2 separate regions of the Zea mays genome follow, and region 2 is linked to region 1. A link is a contact called in public Hi-C data. All regions are on one chromosome and are shown on one strand. The core of a region is the stretch at or near the end of the contact, and the rest is flanking DNA. Distances in the headings are between cores, read along the strand shown. Region 1 holds the start of LOC100280803 (40S ribosomal protein S29). Region 2 holds the start of LOC103645648 (coatomer subunit epsilon-1).

What was found. A called contact is a pair of places that touch in the nucleus more often than the background predicts.
Region 2: a contact with region 1 is called in a Hi-C map of ear, with 5 times the contacts expected there. The contact joins the promoter of LOC103645648 here to the promoter of LOC100280803 in region 1. A contact is called at or near these places in 3 of 25 Hi-C or Micro-C datasets (ear, leaf and tassel).

Annotation. Positions count from the first base shown.
Region 1 is chr1:288,749,322-288,756,968 of Zm-B73-REFERENCE-NAM-5.0, forward strand. LOC100280803 (40S ribosomal protein S29) reads right to left here and starts at 4,371. Exons shown (of 3, transcript NM_001153723.1): 1 at 4,210-4,371; 2 at 3,892-3,991; 3 at 2,976-3,223. The coding sequence starts at 4,271. The coding sequence ends at 3,215. It also overlaps the pseudogene LOC100192723.
Region 2 is chr1:289,035,141-289,042,787 of Zm-B73-REFERENCE-NAM-5.0, forward strand. It overlaps LOC103645648 (coatomer subunit epsilon-1), which reads right to left and starts at 4,010. Exons shown (of 5, transcript XM_020544380.1): 1 at 3,803-4,010; 2 at 3,663-3,718; 3 at 3,550-3,587; 4 at 3,341-3,427; 5 at 3,189-3,210. The coding sequence starts at 4,010. The coding sequence ends at 3,189. LOC111590693 (U2 spliceosomal RNA) reads left to right here and starts at 7,330; the gene lies at 7,330-7,526. It also overlaps the pseudogene LOC103645647.

The DNA of each region.
Region 1 (7,647 bases), core at 3,121-5,620:
GTCCGAGGGCCGGATCCGTCATGTGACAGCCACAGAGGGCCGGATTCGTCACGAGACAGAGACGCACGGGCGCGGACTCGGCTGACTCAGCGGGAGAACGCCACCAGCGGGCCACTGCCCACTGCTGGAGTGGACGTGCAGTGAACAGCGCGCACTGCATGGCGATGACTCATCGCTGATCTCGAAAACAAATGTATTTTTATCTTTGTACTTTGTACTAGTACCGAGAGAAAAAGAAAAAGGCCGACGCTGTGCTGTCCAGCAGCCGCAGCTCCGTCCACGGCGGGCCTGCACGTATGGTATCCGCCACCTCAATTATAAAAACACGCCGCGTTAATTCCATTCCCCGGCTGCCGTTAACTAATCCGGTCCGGTCAGCCAGCTCGGCGTCGCCCACAGAGACCAGAGCACCCGCCTGTGGCCCCCACGAGGCAGCGAAGGATGAGAGGCGTGCGCTGTTACGCGAGAGAGGACGGAGCGGAGTGCGAGTGTCCATGTCCTGGACTCCTGGTGTCCGTCCGTACTCCGTCCAGGCTGGGCACAGCTAATGGGGCCGGGCGGGACGGGACCCACGTGGCTCGTACTAGTACTGCAGTGCAAGTTGTGCGCCATCGCCCACCGGCTCGGATTCCAGCCACAGCCAGAGCAGGTCCCTCCCAATCGCGGCGATTAGACGGATCGCGCCGGGCTGGCTGGCGCGCGCACGTGCCCTGCCGCTGCGCTGGAGCAGGCGAGCGGCAGTGGTGTGCCAGGCAGGCAGAGCAGAGGCAGGCCAGGGCCAGCCGAGCCGAGCCGTGCAGGCGCAGCAAAGCGCTCCAGCTGTGCCGGGCGCCTGGCCTGGCCGCATCTATCTGCCTGCGAGTCGCTGCGTCTGCGTGCGAACGGAGAAGCTTCTTTCTTTTCAAGACACCTGCGCACGGATGGAGATCGGGGGTGCTGTTTTATTGAGGTTGGTTGGGTGGTTACCGGAGGAAGGAGGCACAAGGCCCGCTGGGCCAGCCATGTCCGTTGTTCGTAGCAGCGAAATGCGGCATTTTATTTTTTGAAGGAGCGCGGTTTGCTTGCCACTGCCAGTGCCAGCGCATGGCGCGAACATCTAGCGCGATTGGAATGCAAATGGTCCTCCACAAGGCACGCCGCACCCCCCATGGCGATTGGCGAAGCAAGTTTGAAGGGGTGACCGCGGGCACCGGCTAATCTGGGGGAAAATAGGCTACAAGGGGTCATGTTACGTTATCTTCTGTAGTATTGATTATTGAACCTCTTCTCTCTGTCTCTCTTTTTTAAAAAGTTTTAATGCTCATGCTACGGGGGATACCGTACCGTGGTATTCATTCAGAAAAGAAGCAATCAAAGACTAGATAGACTGTCGTGGCCCGCTTCTCTCTACACGATTTTGCAATGGACAATAACGGATGTGGTGGCATGCATGCACATGGATGACATGTGGGACCATAGTGCCTACCTTCGTCGAGTCAAACGGGTGAATAAAATGGAACGTTAACAGATTGGGCAGGGCAGCAGCTAGCACCGACGGTAATTTTAGCACTGTCCTTGATCGGATAGCGCCTGAAACTTTACAATTTGGCATGAGTAGTGGTGATTGCTGATTGGATCTACTGCTGTCGTACGCTATGGGCGCTGTGTATGCATTCGTATTAAATTCCCCGCCATTGCAGCCGAATTTGAATTGGTACGTGTATGGTGCCGATTGCAGCTTCTGCAGTGCAGGCTGTTGTTTGGTCCGCCTGCTGGCTGTTGCAGAGGTGAGGTTTGCGGGCTTCCTAAAATAAGCTCTGCTCTTGCGCGAAGAAGAATGCTGCCTGGGGTACGGTGTTGCGGTTTTGTCGAATGACGATGCACACGTTAGCAATTGCAACGATTACAGACAGGGAGTTTGATGACTCTTGACCGGAATCATCGGCACCAGCAAAGACCTGCGTTGTTTCGTTTACAGTGTGAGTAGAGTACGACCCCGTCGTAGGCTGGGCTGTGTCCAGCGATTGTGTATATGTCTATACAAAACAATGTTTTGCCACTTGCATACTAGAGCTTCAAATAAGATGGGATAAGAAATGGAATAGCAGAACTGCCGGAGATTGTCTAATCCCACTTCCACGCAGGGCTTCCATAAAGCCAACGTCTTGATTCTCAGAACTGCCGGAGATTGTCTATTCTATGACAGATTTTAACTTACCCTCTATTTTCGTACCTTTAGTAGGCTTAGTATTTTCAGTAATTGCAATGACTTCCTTATTTCTTTATGTGCAGAAAAATAAGATTGTCTAGAAACGATGGGGCCAAATTTTGTCAATGTATTTCCATGATCATAATACAGATATTTTTTTTTTGTGATTAAGATTTAAACCCACTTAATCCCGTCCACGAGTGACAGCATTGCAGCTAGTCACTCTTGCGATATGTTACATAGGTGACACTTTTGGTTTGAAATCCTTCACGACGCACATCCCACGCTCATTCCAGCCCAGCCTATACCTATGTTCTACTAGATGTCAAGTCAATATGGACAAAAATATCTTTATTGGCACGGGGGTGTTTTTATGCCCTGCTCACACGACAAAACGGTTTCATATGACACAAGCCCCACATCTAGTTGATTTCATTAAATTAAAACATACATATGAAAATATAAATTAGGGTCAAAATCCATGCAGACAAATTCATTGCAATCCAATCCAAGTGATAAAACTCCGATTCCAATCCCACTTCAATGCAAAATGACTAATGCCCAGCTTGTTTTTAAGCACAAATCCAATCAGTATGGTCCAATCTATGATCTATCCCTAGTATTAACACAAGGCTAAGGTTTTTATGTCCATCTAACACAGCCATCAGATAGGGTGGTCAGGCAGATCCAATTGGATTTAGGATTATCCAAATCCACTCCAACCTCTACAAACAAACAATCAATGCACGGCGGAGACTGTCGATCACTCCCCATACGCAGCAGCAAATAACAAGACTGAGTGGTAACATTGATACTGTATTGTCTGATTCATAGCGGTTCGACATGCTCAGCTAGCATAGCAGGGAAGCATCAAGATTCAAGAGTACCATCTAGAATACACCAACTTCGTCCACACAAAGCCAAACAATTCATTACATGGTTTTATCATAAGAATAAGAGTACAGGCTATCTTTTAGGTCCCCATCCATGCTTCCATTATTGCCATGCTTTGGAGCTCCCCAAGTTTCAGCGGTACTGCATAAAAAGAATGCAACTTTTCAAATAAGAAGCCACAGCACAACTGTTTACCACGACTAAAATGCATGGCATCTTCATCATAAAAGAGTCATTTGGAAGCTCTAGATCATAAGAAACTATGGTTGGATATGGAAACAACCATGCTTCAGAGCTTACACACAAGCGGAGCAGTAAAAAGATGTTAATTATTAACGAACTCTTGCAATAAGAAACTTGACCCTGGTTCCAAATTGCTGAGGTGCCAAAATCTGGGAATCATGGGACAATTCACCATAATCACAGCAGTCTGCTATGTGTCCGCATAGAGATGACACTCAAAATCCAGAAAGACACTAATTCGAATGCAAACAACTAAACTAAGACCTACCCTACAGAACAGGATATGCAAAATCCAACAAAGTATTGGCAATGGGCATATAAGTGCAACAATATGGGCGCCATGGACATTGCTTCAAGTTCTAAGAAGCCAGTAACAGACTATTTAAACTAGTACCAGCTGGACCAACACAGATACATCACGGCGAAACATACCATGGACCATGGCATAATAGAACAGAAGAAACGGTAGGTCATAGATTACCCAACCAATGAAACAGGTAACCACTACCTAACGCAGGCTTATGTTGCAGGGAAGGAAGCAGAGGCCGGAAACTTTTGGCCAGTACCTTGATGAAGCCAATGTCCTTGGCGTTGCTGCGGAAGCACTGTCTGCAGCACATGAGCCCGTACTTTCGGATCAAGCCGTGGGGGTTAGCGCACACACGGCTGCAATCACACACCATGGCATCCATCAACAATCGCCATCATCGAGTACGAAGTACAAAAACCAACAAACGTAAGGGCAAGCAAATCTACTTGGGCTAAAGCGCTAAAATCTTAACTACAAGCTCATGCCACAACATGACGGATTAAACAGATGACATGTATATAAAATGATATCGGCGATTAAGTGGGGCGAAGGAACTAGAGGAATAGAGGATTACCAAACCCTAGATCCAGGGCCGTAGTTCTTGGGGTGCGAGTTCCACACGTTGGAGTGTCCCATGGCGGCGGCGGCAGGGGAGCAGGCCTCACAGGTAAACCCTAACCTAGTCTGACCTGGCTTATGACTCTGAGCGGAACCGAAAACGTTCGGCTTCTTCTGTAGGAGATGGATGGCATTGCTTCACTGGGCTTTTCATTAGACCAACCCAACAAAGATGACTTGATCTATCTTGGTGCTTAAATTGAACCCAAACTTGGCCCGATATGTGATCTTTCTTTATTCTTCCAGAAAAATTTCATTTATCATTTTGTTTTTGCCAAAGTTCATCTATCTACAACAGTAAAAAAAACTAAGGGCGTTTGTTTCCGTAACTAAAGTTTAATCCATGACATATCAGACATTTGAATATCAATTACGACTATTAAATATAGTTTAACTAGGAAACTAATTAGATACACAAAATTAAACGTCTTGACAAATTTATTAAGCCTAATTAGTTTATGATTAATAAATGTTTACTATAACATCACATGGGCGAATCATATACTAATTAAGCTTCATAGGTTTGTCTTGCTATTTAATCCTTATCTGTGTAATTATTTTTATAATTAAACTACATTTAATACTTCTAATTGGCATCCAAACATCTTATGTGAGTATATGCTAGGACTAAAATTTAATCCCTTCGATCCAAATAATACTTCTAACTCATATCATAGCATGCACATATCAGATGAATAAAAAACACAAGAATGTCCAGTGGAGGTATCTGATTTGTGTAAAGGACTCTACAATTTCACTCGAAAGTTATGGGAAAAGTATTGACACTGCCATTTCCATTATAGCTAAGTGTCTCAACAAACATTTGTTGCACCGTATGTCCTGATTAAAAAAATTAAAATATCCCCACAATTAAAATTAAATGAACAACATGCACATAGTCATCAGTGACACATATCATAGGGCTAATGGATTAACTCTAATAAGAAGGGAACAAGGAGGAAAGGTGTGGCACGGGCGTGGGTGAGCGCATTGGCGGCCGTCATGGGCGAGTGCACGCAAGCTAGTGGTTGGTTGCTGGAGAGGGAGCCTAGAGGCTGGCGCTACACATTAGGGTTTGGCATGGGATGGGTGGTGACCTAGAGTTCGAACATCATGGAATGAGATAGACTGAGTCTAGAGCCTAAGAGGCTAGCGTGACCTAGGTCATCATAGGCTGAATTGGGGCACGTGACCGGGTCTAGACAGGCTCCGACACTGGGCTCAAGAAAACCCCAGTGAAAACCAACAATATTTAGAGGAAGCATGATGGATCCTCGCCAATATTGGCCGCAACAAAGCAAGAACATAGTTCATATGCTAGATCCTCTATATCAAAATGATGGCTCGGTAAATAACATATCAAATATGTTATATCTATTTTCAGTGAATCTTGAGTTTAAACAAGGGACAACAACAACAACAATTGTGATAAATATGTCAGGGAAATGATCCCTGGTCCCTGTGGCCCGCTGACTAGTGAGCGCGCTGAGGAAAGATCCCCTCATTGTTGGGGCCCGTTAGTCAGTCAGAAGAGGCAGGTGTGCCAACTCTGGAAGGACTGGCCCCCGGTCGAACCCCGTGGCACCGAGCGTGGGCCTAGGATGGCGGAGCTTGACAAAGAAGGACGGGCATGTCGAAAGGGAACCACTCGAGTGGATCTCGCGTCCGGCCCCAGACCGAGCCGCCATAAATGTCTACCTGCATTAACCACGCCTGGCACCAAGCCACAACGTGGGCGCCTGTCCGCTTCCCACTCATGACCTACATACCCCTTATGCCTCATAGCATTCATGACATATGAACCCCTGAATTACGACGCATTAATAGCCCGAGCACCCCTCTGTCTGCAACGGATTAGGTCTGAGTGCACAGACCTCTTGCAGGTGAGAGCACCTAGAGGGGGGGTGAATAGGTGATCCTGTAAAAACTTGAAACTTAATGCCACAAAACTTGATTAGGAGTTAGCACAATAAAGCCAAGTGGCTAGAGAGGAGTTCTTGCAAGACACGATAACCACAAGAAGATCAACACAGATAGGCACAGTGGTTTATCCCGTGGTTCGGCCAAGTCCAACACTTGCCTACTCCACGTTGTGGCGTCCCAACGGACGAGGGTTGCAATCAACCCCTCTCAAGCGGTCCAAAGACCCACTTGAATACCATGGTGTTTTGCTTTGTTTACTATATCCCGCTTGCGAGGAATCTCCACAACTTGGAGCCTCTCGCCCTTACAATTTGATGTTCACAAAGAAACACAGAAGTAAGGCTGGGATGAGCAACGCACGCAAGACACAAAATCAGAGCACAACACGCACACAAGTCACAACTCGAGCTCACAACACAACCCAAAGAGTTCTCTACTCAAATGGAGCTCTAGTTGCTATCGCAAAGAATCGAATGCGCGAAATTGGAGTCTTAGTGCTTAGGAATGCTTAGAGAATGCTTGATGTGCTTCTCCATGCGCCTAGGGGTCCCTTTTATAGCTCCAAGGCAGCTAGGAGCCGTTGAGAGCATTCCAGGAAGGCAAATCTTGCCTTCTGTCGCCTGGCGCACCGGACAGTCCGGTGCACCATCGGACACTGTCCGGTGCGGATTTCTTTCCTGTTTTGGCGCAGCCGACCGTTGGCAGTTTGGAGCCGTTGGCGCACCGGACACTGTCCGGTGCACACTGGACAGTCCGGTGCCCCCTTCAGACCGTTGGCCCGGCCACGCGTCATGCGCGGATTGCGCGGCCGACCGTTGGCTCACCGGACAGTCCGGTGAATTTTAGCCGTACGCCGCCACCGAACTCCCGAGAGCGGCCTTTTCACCAGAGCCAGCCTGGTGCACCCAGACTGAGCAGAGTCTTGGCTGCTCGAGCCAAGACATATCTAGTTGTATTTTCTATGATTCTAGCACTTAGACAAATATGTTAGTACACAAAAACCAATGTACTAAGTCTAGAATCATACCTTTGTATTGATTTGCACTTTGTCCACCATTTGGCATAGTTTAACACTTAAGCACTTGTGTTGTACACTAAATCACCAAAATACTTAGAAATGGCCTAAGGGCACATTTCCCTTTCAATCTCCCCCTTTTTGGTGATTTATGCCAACACAACATAAAGCAACTAAAAGAAGTGCAATATCAATGTAATTTCAAACAAGAAATGATTTTGATTCAAATTTGGCATATTTGGATCATTCTTTGCCACCACTTGGTTTGTTTTTGCAAATCAACCTCAATTTCCTATCTCTAAGTCAAACACACTTGTTGAGACATAAAGAGAGTTGTTCCAAGAGAGATTGATCAAAAATTTCAAAAACTTCCCTTTTTCCCATATTCAACCATTCTCCCCACAAGAGGCCAACTTTTGACAAGAGAGACAATAAGAGAGTTTTGTCAAACCAAAA
Region 2 (7,647 bases), core at 2,760-5,259, 290 kb after region 1:
TATGTCAAAGTTATGGACATTGGAACGGGTAATCATAAAGAAACGGGACTGAATTACCGTTGAATCCAATCTTCTTCTTGTAGTCAACAGCAGCTTGAAGAAAATTAGCCTGGACAAATCCAGCAAACAATCAGATAATTTGGCCACAAAGTAAAGCTAAGACAGAATCGGCAAATAAACCCCATTCATACCAGATGGTCAAGTTCTCTCTTCATATCAGTATTCAGAAGAGTTTGGTAACCCTCTCTTCCACCCCAGAACACATAGTTTTCACCACCTAGGTAGTGAGTGACCTGCAAGGAGATAAGGTCAAATAAAAAATTGGGCGAAATGAAGGAAGATTGATCATGGTGATCACAGATAACCCACCTCCAAAGCTTTCTTAACTTGTGCTGCCGCATAAGCATATACTTTAACCTCTGGGCTGCAACATTAATGAAGAGTGATTAATATTCATCTCTAGTCATACTCCGAGTTCATAACTTTGTTTAGAACACACAAAACCAACAATCCAACAAGATACCAACCTCGTAGCAGCGCCATGCATGTAACGTGGATGCATAAAGAGCTGTGCGGTACCCCACAATGGCTTTATATTGGTCTCACCCTAAATGGAATTAAAAAAAAAAGCAAACAGGGTAATGCAAAATGGTGGGGTACAGCTAAGTGCCAGCAATTTAAAGGTTAAACTAACCTGCAGCTGCTTTGCCAGCTGGACTATCTCATCCAAGTTAGAATTTGTTTCCTGCAGTGTGAGAATAAGTCTTAGGAAACTTCTAAGAGTAATGTTACTGAACTAAAGTCGTCAGTTGTTGCAACACTTCATCTTAAAAAGTATCTAACAGGAGATGAAATGTTTGCTGCTTCATTTACAGATGAGTTTTTCCTATAGTCAGATGGGTGTGAATGAAATAAAATCAAAATGAATCCTTTTATGTGAGCATAAGATAGCTGGAACACATCAGGAATCATAATTGTATGCTCAATACATAGTCCAATAGATAATTAGTAGCATCCAATAACAAATCGACCCATAACAACCAGAACCATATGTAATTTCTAAGGTTGCTCTTAAAACAGTATCGTAGATAACTCCACCAAGCCACTTTACTGGCTTCATTTATTAACTGTTAGCACACATGAAACATAACTGAAGGACACAGCTATCGAACCAATTGTAAGGTTGAATACTGAAAATTGCTTCTGCGATAGCAATAACAGACCAAGCCAATTATACTTATGAGTTCATGCATTAACAGAAGTATACAACACAACTGATGGACATACTTCAAGTGTCTTCCCATCCGGGGCAATATCCCTGTCATGGAAGCACCATTTGTTGACTCCCAACTTCTCCATGAACTCAAAGTGAGCTCTCACTGAAATGTCAGTTGAAACAGAAGTTAGTTCTTCCAACAAACAGACCAAAACATAACCCAGAAGGCTAGGACTAAAGCACAAAGGTAGGTTAGGCGATCATCATACTTCTTCTCTTAGCCATGGCCAACGAATTTGTGCCATCCTCCCAAGGCCAAGTCATTGTAGGAGCACCGAAAGGATCAGCGCTAGTACCACAGAACGTGTGCCAGAAGGCAACACTGAAGCGCATCCAATCCTAATAGCAAAGCAAATAAGCATAGATGCAAAGGGTTGATGTACTTCACAGTGAGTGTAAAGAGGGGGTATAGTGAAGCGGCAGATGGGGGTTCACCAGAGGGAGAACTCTCAGCTACGCATAATAGTGAAGCAGGACCCTCTCATGCTCCAAATTCACCTCAAAGTCAGGGGTCAAGTACAGCTACAGGTTGGGTATCTCCTCCTGAGCAGAGTCCTCAGTTTTCAGCAGGGGTACCAAAGAGATACAAAACAATTGCAGATTTGTATGACTCAGCAAATGAAGTACTTGATTTTGAATATAGTGGGGTGTGCATGTTAGCAGCTGATGAGCCAATGAACATAGAACAAGCTCTAGAAGAGGCATGCTGGAGAAAGGCCATGGAGGAATAAATGGAGTCCATTCATCAAAATGGAACCTGGGTGGCTGCTGATCTGCCAAAGGGTCAAAAGGCAATAGGACTGAAGTGGGTATTCAAGGTAAAGAAAGATCCATCAGGGAGAATTGTGAAACATAAGGCTAGGCTGGTTGCAAAGGGGTATGCTCAAGTCCAAGGGATAGACTATGATGAAGTTTTTCCTCCTGTGGCAAGGTTGGAGACAGTAAGAATTTTACTGGCTCTAGCTGCACAAAGGGAGTGGGAGGTGCATCACATGGATGTGAAATCTGCATTCTTAAATGGAGAACTTTGTGAAGAAGTCTATGTTAAACAACCACCTGGTTTCATTGATCCAACCTGTGCAGAAAGGGTCTTGATTCTTGAAGCTGAACAAGGCATTATATGGACTCAAACAGGCTCCCAGAGCCTGGAATGCCAGACTTGACAAGGAGCTAGTAAGTTTGGGTTTTAAAAGAAGCCCAAAAGAACATGCTGTCTATAAAAAAGGAAAGAATGCGTCTCGGTTACTCATAGGTGTATATGTGGACGATCTCATTATTTGTGGGCCAGATAACAAGTAGATAGAGGTGTTCAAACAGCAAATGAAAGGAAGGTTCAGTATGAGTGACCTTGGACTGCTGATTTATTACCTTGGTATAGAAGTTACACAAAAGCCTGGTGAAATCACTATTTGTCAAAGCGCATATGCTGATAAAATCATTGAAGTCTGTGGGATGAAAGGGTGTAATCCAGTTGACATTCCAATGGAGCAACAATGCAAGTTAATACCTGGAAAACCTGACAAGGTGTTAGCTGCTACCAAGTACAAAAGTATAGTTGGGAGTCTGAGATATCTTGTAAACACCAGACCTAACCTAGCATATTTTGTGGGAATGGTGAGCAGGTTTATGGAGACACCAAATTCTGAACACTGGACTGCCATTAAAAGAATTGTAAGATATGTGGCTGGTACAACACAATACGGCTGTAGGTATGTAAAAGGGGACAACTCCGAATTGTTGGGATATTCAGACAGCGACCATGCAGGTGATCTTGAGAAAAGGAAAAGCACTACTGGTGTCGTGTTTTTTTCTGGGAGGAAATATAATTCAGACAGCGACCATCCAGACTTTCATCACTAAATCAATTATCTGATTAATCAGTAAAAAGATTTTCTGTTACATTTAGTCAGAATCATGTATAGACTAAACCATTCCTGAACACAAACAACATGAAATAATACATGACCGCATTTGACATAATGGATAAAAAATTGAAATGGAAAACAATGATCTACAATTTTTCAATAAAAAATGATTCACTAAAAAATTAGCTTATGCTTTTACCTTGGAGGGCTCGGTTGCAAGTTGAGGATAAAGTCTGGATGCATTTTGTACGCAAAGAAGGGCTGAAGCAACAGGCTGCTGCAGAAGCTAAACGAAAAAGAGTTTTCGAGAGAGAAGCATCTCGCAAAGCTTTGCAAGAGTTTATTACATCTATTGTACGCTCCCCACATTCTACATTATCTGCAGATGGTGAAAAACTAAGCTGTTACCGCACTTGAAGGGAGCCACTCTTGCAGATGGTGAAAAACTAAAGCCAGATCCAGATCAGCAGAGCGCGATTAAAGCCAGATCAGAGGCGACAATTCAGATCTAGCGCACTAACCTTGTCTCCAGTGAGGTACAGAGCGAGCAGCTTCACGGCCTGCAGCGAGGTAGCGGCTGACGAGTCGATCTCGCTGATTACCAGCTGCACAAACACAGAAAGGCATGCGCGCGTGCCCACCTATCATAGCCGGAACCAACTGCGGCGAGCTAGCGGTGAGGCGCCTGACGCCCAATGTGTTCGCACCTGGTAGGAGCCGAGGGCGATGTAGGAGCAGAAGACGATGGCATCGCGCTCAGCGGCGGCGTCGGCGTCGAGGCCCGGGATGTCGATGTTGTTAATGGCTGCCTGGTAGGCGCCCAGGTAGAAGAGGTTCCACAGATTGAAGAGCAGGTCGGGGGAGGCCATCGCTGCAGTGCAGCAGAAGACGGCGGCGACGAGGCTTGGGTGGGAGAGAGATCCGGGAGGTCGTGGTTGCTCTTGAGTCTAGACTCCGCTCGGTCGTCCCTTCGGTTCGAGTTGATGCGGGGGACGCACGGGCCAGTTCGCTTCCGCTTGGGCTCCCACGCCGAGTCCCGGGACGGGTCAGCGGACGTCGCCGCCACCGGCGAGGGGATCGGCTTCAGAGCGTAGGTACTGCTGGACGAGTCGACGACGGGCGGGAGATCGAAGTAGCCGGCACCGGCGGCGGCGCCACTTGTGACGCTGGACGAGGTGGACGCGAGCCGAGACGGCGGCCCAGGGCCTGTCCCCAAGGGCGAGGCCGCGTGCCCGCGAGCAGGAGGGAGCTTTGGAGCTGGGCGAGGCCGGAGGGGCGGACCATGGACGGATCTGGGCGAGGAGGCGGCGTGCCAAACCACCAGAGGCGGAGGGAGCTGCAGCTGCTGGGCAGGAGCCATGGCGTGCGGCGTCGTGGCGGCCGATTTCGGGAGCGAGTGCGGTAGGATTGCGCGAGGGGGAGCACGGACGCGATGGATGATTCATATGGAAGGTTGTCGAAGGAAGGTGCGCTAGGGCCGATGATGGCGGGGATTCCTGAGATTGCGCGTGGGGAGGACGATGATGGCGGGGATTCCTGAGATTGCGCGTGAGGAGGACGGGCAGAACACGGTGCACTTGTGCACGCCTACAATAGGGTCTTATAGAGTAGTAATAGATTGAGTTTGCCAGGCTTAACTTCCCCCGCTCGGGCTCGAGTCTCACTGTCCCACCAGAGCCTGAAGCCAAAACGAGTCACCGATGTCCTGGACCAGCTGATCCAGCGTCGGGTTAAACCCAACTCCAATTCCGCGCGGATTTACGTCAGAAATAAGCTGCCCTCTCTCTCTCTCTCTCTCTCTCTCTCTCTCTCTCTCTCTCTCCCGTATGGATTGAAGTGCTTCTTTATTCTATCTATACAAGAGGTCCAGCTCCACCTCCCGTAACTGGTGCTGTCTCGCGGAGGGGGCGGGCAGTGCTGTCGCCGATCTCCAGAACTGCGTGCCATCCGTCCATGGCACTAGTCTGCTGTCACCGATCTCCATAATGTTCAGATTGCTTCTTTTGTCCGTTTTCAAACTCAACAGAAGCTACAACAGACCATGGAGGTGCCCTCCATTTCGTCTTCGGTGTTCAAGCTCACCGGATGAAACTGCAGCTGCAGATGAATGCTCTATCACACTCAGTACGCACCAGTGGCCATGCTCAAAAGTTTTCAGCTGCAGAAGTATGATCCCATTCAACCCAACGACCAGAACCACCTCCCGGCTAAGGCTTAAACTGCTCTCCACTACAATTCACTTTCAGAACCCCCCAACCTGAAAGTCCACAGCTGGATCAACCACTAAAATTGGCTTGCATTTCAAGGATGGCACACGCAGTGCGCCATTTATTCCATTTCAATCGACTGAGATAAACAAGTAAAGAGAAAGGAGGGGGAAAAATTATCTATTCTGTATACACAGCTTTTCACCTAGAGACATCAAAGAGATGCACATCAAGTATCGCTAGCTAGTCTGCGGGTACTCCTTCACAACAACACCTCCTTCAAACTCTATGGGATCCGGAAAATCGTCCCGTGAAGCCCTCTTGAACGAGAACGAGTTCTCTTCGTCCTCGTCACTCCCCTCGGTCCCCTGAGACTTCGCTGTATTTTTCCGAGCAAGTGCTTGCCCCGACGTTGGCATGGCCTCCCAGCTGTGGTACTTGTTTCCATGGAAGGCAAAACGCCAAGAGCCCTGGGATGGGGTACTTCTGAGGTGAGATGGACTGGATTGGAACTCTTCCTGCTCCCGCACCACCCTTAGTGGGTTCTCCAGTGCTTTCAAGATGTATCGAGCGAGTGGACGCCTAGAGGGCTTTGGATTCAGGCATGTCTTCGCGACGATGGACACTGCCCACACTTCCTCTAGATGGTCATCATCCACAACAAGGGTGGGATCCACAATACCTGAGACACCCTCCTTGTCATTTGCGTTGATGTAATCTAATGTTCTTGCTAACCACTCTTCTGAATCTGCGTTGGTTGAGCCACTCGCACCGAAGTTTCCAGTGATTAGCTCTAGTAGAACCTTCCCGAAACAGTAAATGTCGTATGAGCAGCTAGCTGGTGGACCTGTAAAGTGAGAAGCAGATATCATAATGTTACAACACACAGCTTTATTTTGCACACAAGCCCTTTTAGTTGCATGAATGTATATACAGAGATTGCAAATATTGAACTAAATAGAGCTGATGAGTGCTTTACACACCTGGTATGTTCTTGTCAAGGGACCTGCCAGAAAGAAACAAATACTACTGTCAGCAAAGGACCCTTTATGTATTATATAAATAGAACTCAAAGTTGTAGAGTAGGTGTGTTCCTTGGCAGTGCATTTTCTTAGGGGAATAAGATAGGAAAAAGTGCAGGTGTCTAACCAGGGTGAAGTATCAGTACATTATCCTACCATGAACAAATATGGTATTAGTTTAATCAAAGCTCTCAGATATAATCAAAGCTTTTAATGTGATCGATCATCGTAGAGGCAAATTATTTTAATCCTTGTTGGAGTTAATCAATATATACAATTATATGGTATTAGTTTTTATTAATTTATTATCTATGCTATACACAAATTAGTATATGCATGTTTATATATACTACGATATTTTTCACCTTATAATTTTTGATAAATTGATCGGCCCCTTCTATGCCTGAAACTAAGAAAGCATGAATTTGTTTATGGCCTTTGTAAATGATTACGTCTACCTAGGAAAGCCGAGCAATCCGTGAAAAAAGAAGAAAAATACAGCATTTATACAGGTGGGAGGTGGCCACGTACTACCGTACGTCGAGCCTCGTAGGCGAACGAACGATGGCCGGAGCAAGGGGTTGCGACTAGAATGGAGATCAGACTCCGTGTGGCCAACTGGCCTCCCTCCTGGAACGTTTCCATTCATGTACGTACGATCATCATACAAAGAAGATTTTGTTTCAAACATGGATGGAGTTCAGCCTCGACGTCTGGGAAACAAACCGGACGGCGGGTGGCCTGTGTCCAGCCAGCTGCGGTGGAAACGGACTCGAGCGAGAGAGACTCTGCGGACCGGGCCAGCATCGATGTATTGGTAGCCCAGAAAGCCCACGCAACCAGACAGAGGTATGAATGTTGTGCTTTGTGGTGCTTCAGTTTAGTCCCACCTCGGCGGTTTTCAGCGGAAGGGAGCAGAGAAGGCTTATAAAAGCAGACCTCAGTCAACATAACAATTCATACCTTTCTCGGCCTTTTGGCTAAGATCAAGTGTAGTATCTGTTCTTATCAGTTTAATATCTGATATGTGGGCCATGTGTCCACTTCGATATTAAATTAATTTTTTGTGGGGAAGGGTCCACTACAGTGGCTTGCCATTGGGTCCCTTATGTGTCGCTCTAGCGTTGCACTATTGCTTGAGCCTGGCGCACCCCAACCAAATCAAAAAAATAAAATTGTTAACAAAGTGCTAAGTTATCTATTTGTTAGATTACATCTATTGTATGGTTACTCTTATTCTGATTTTGTTTGTCATTTATCTTATTTTTATGTCTATT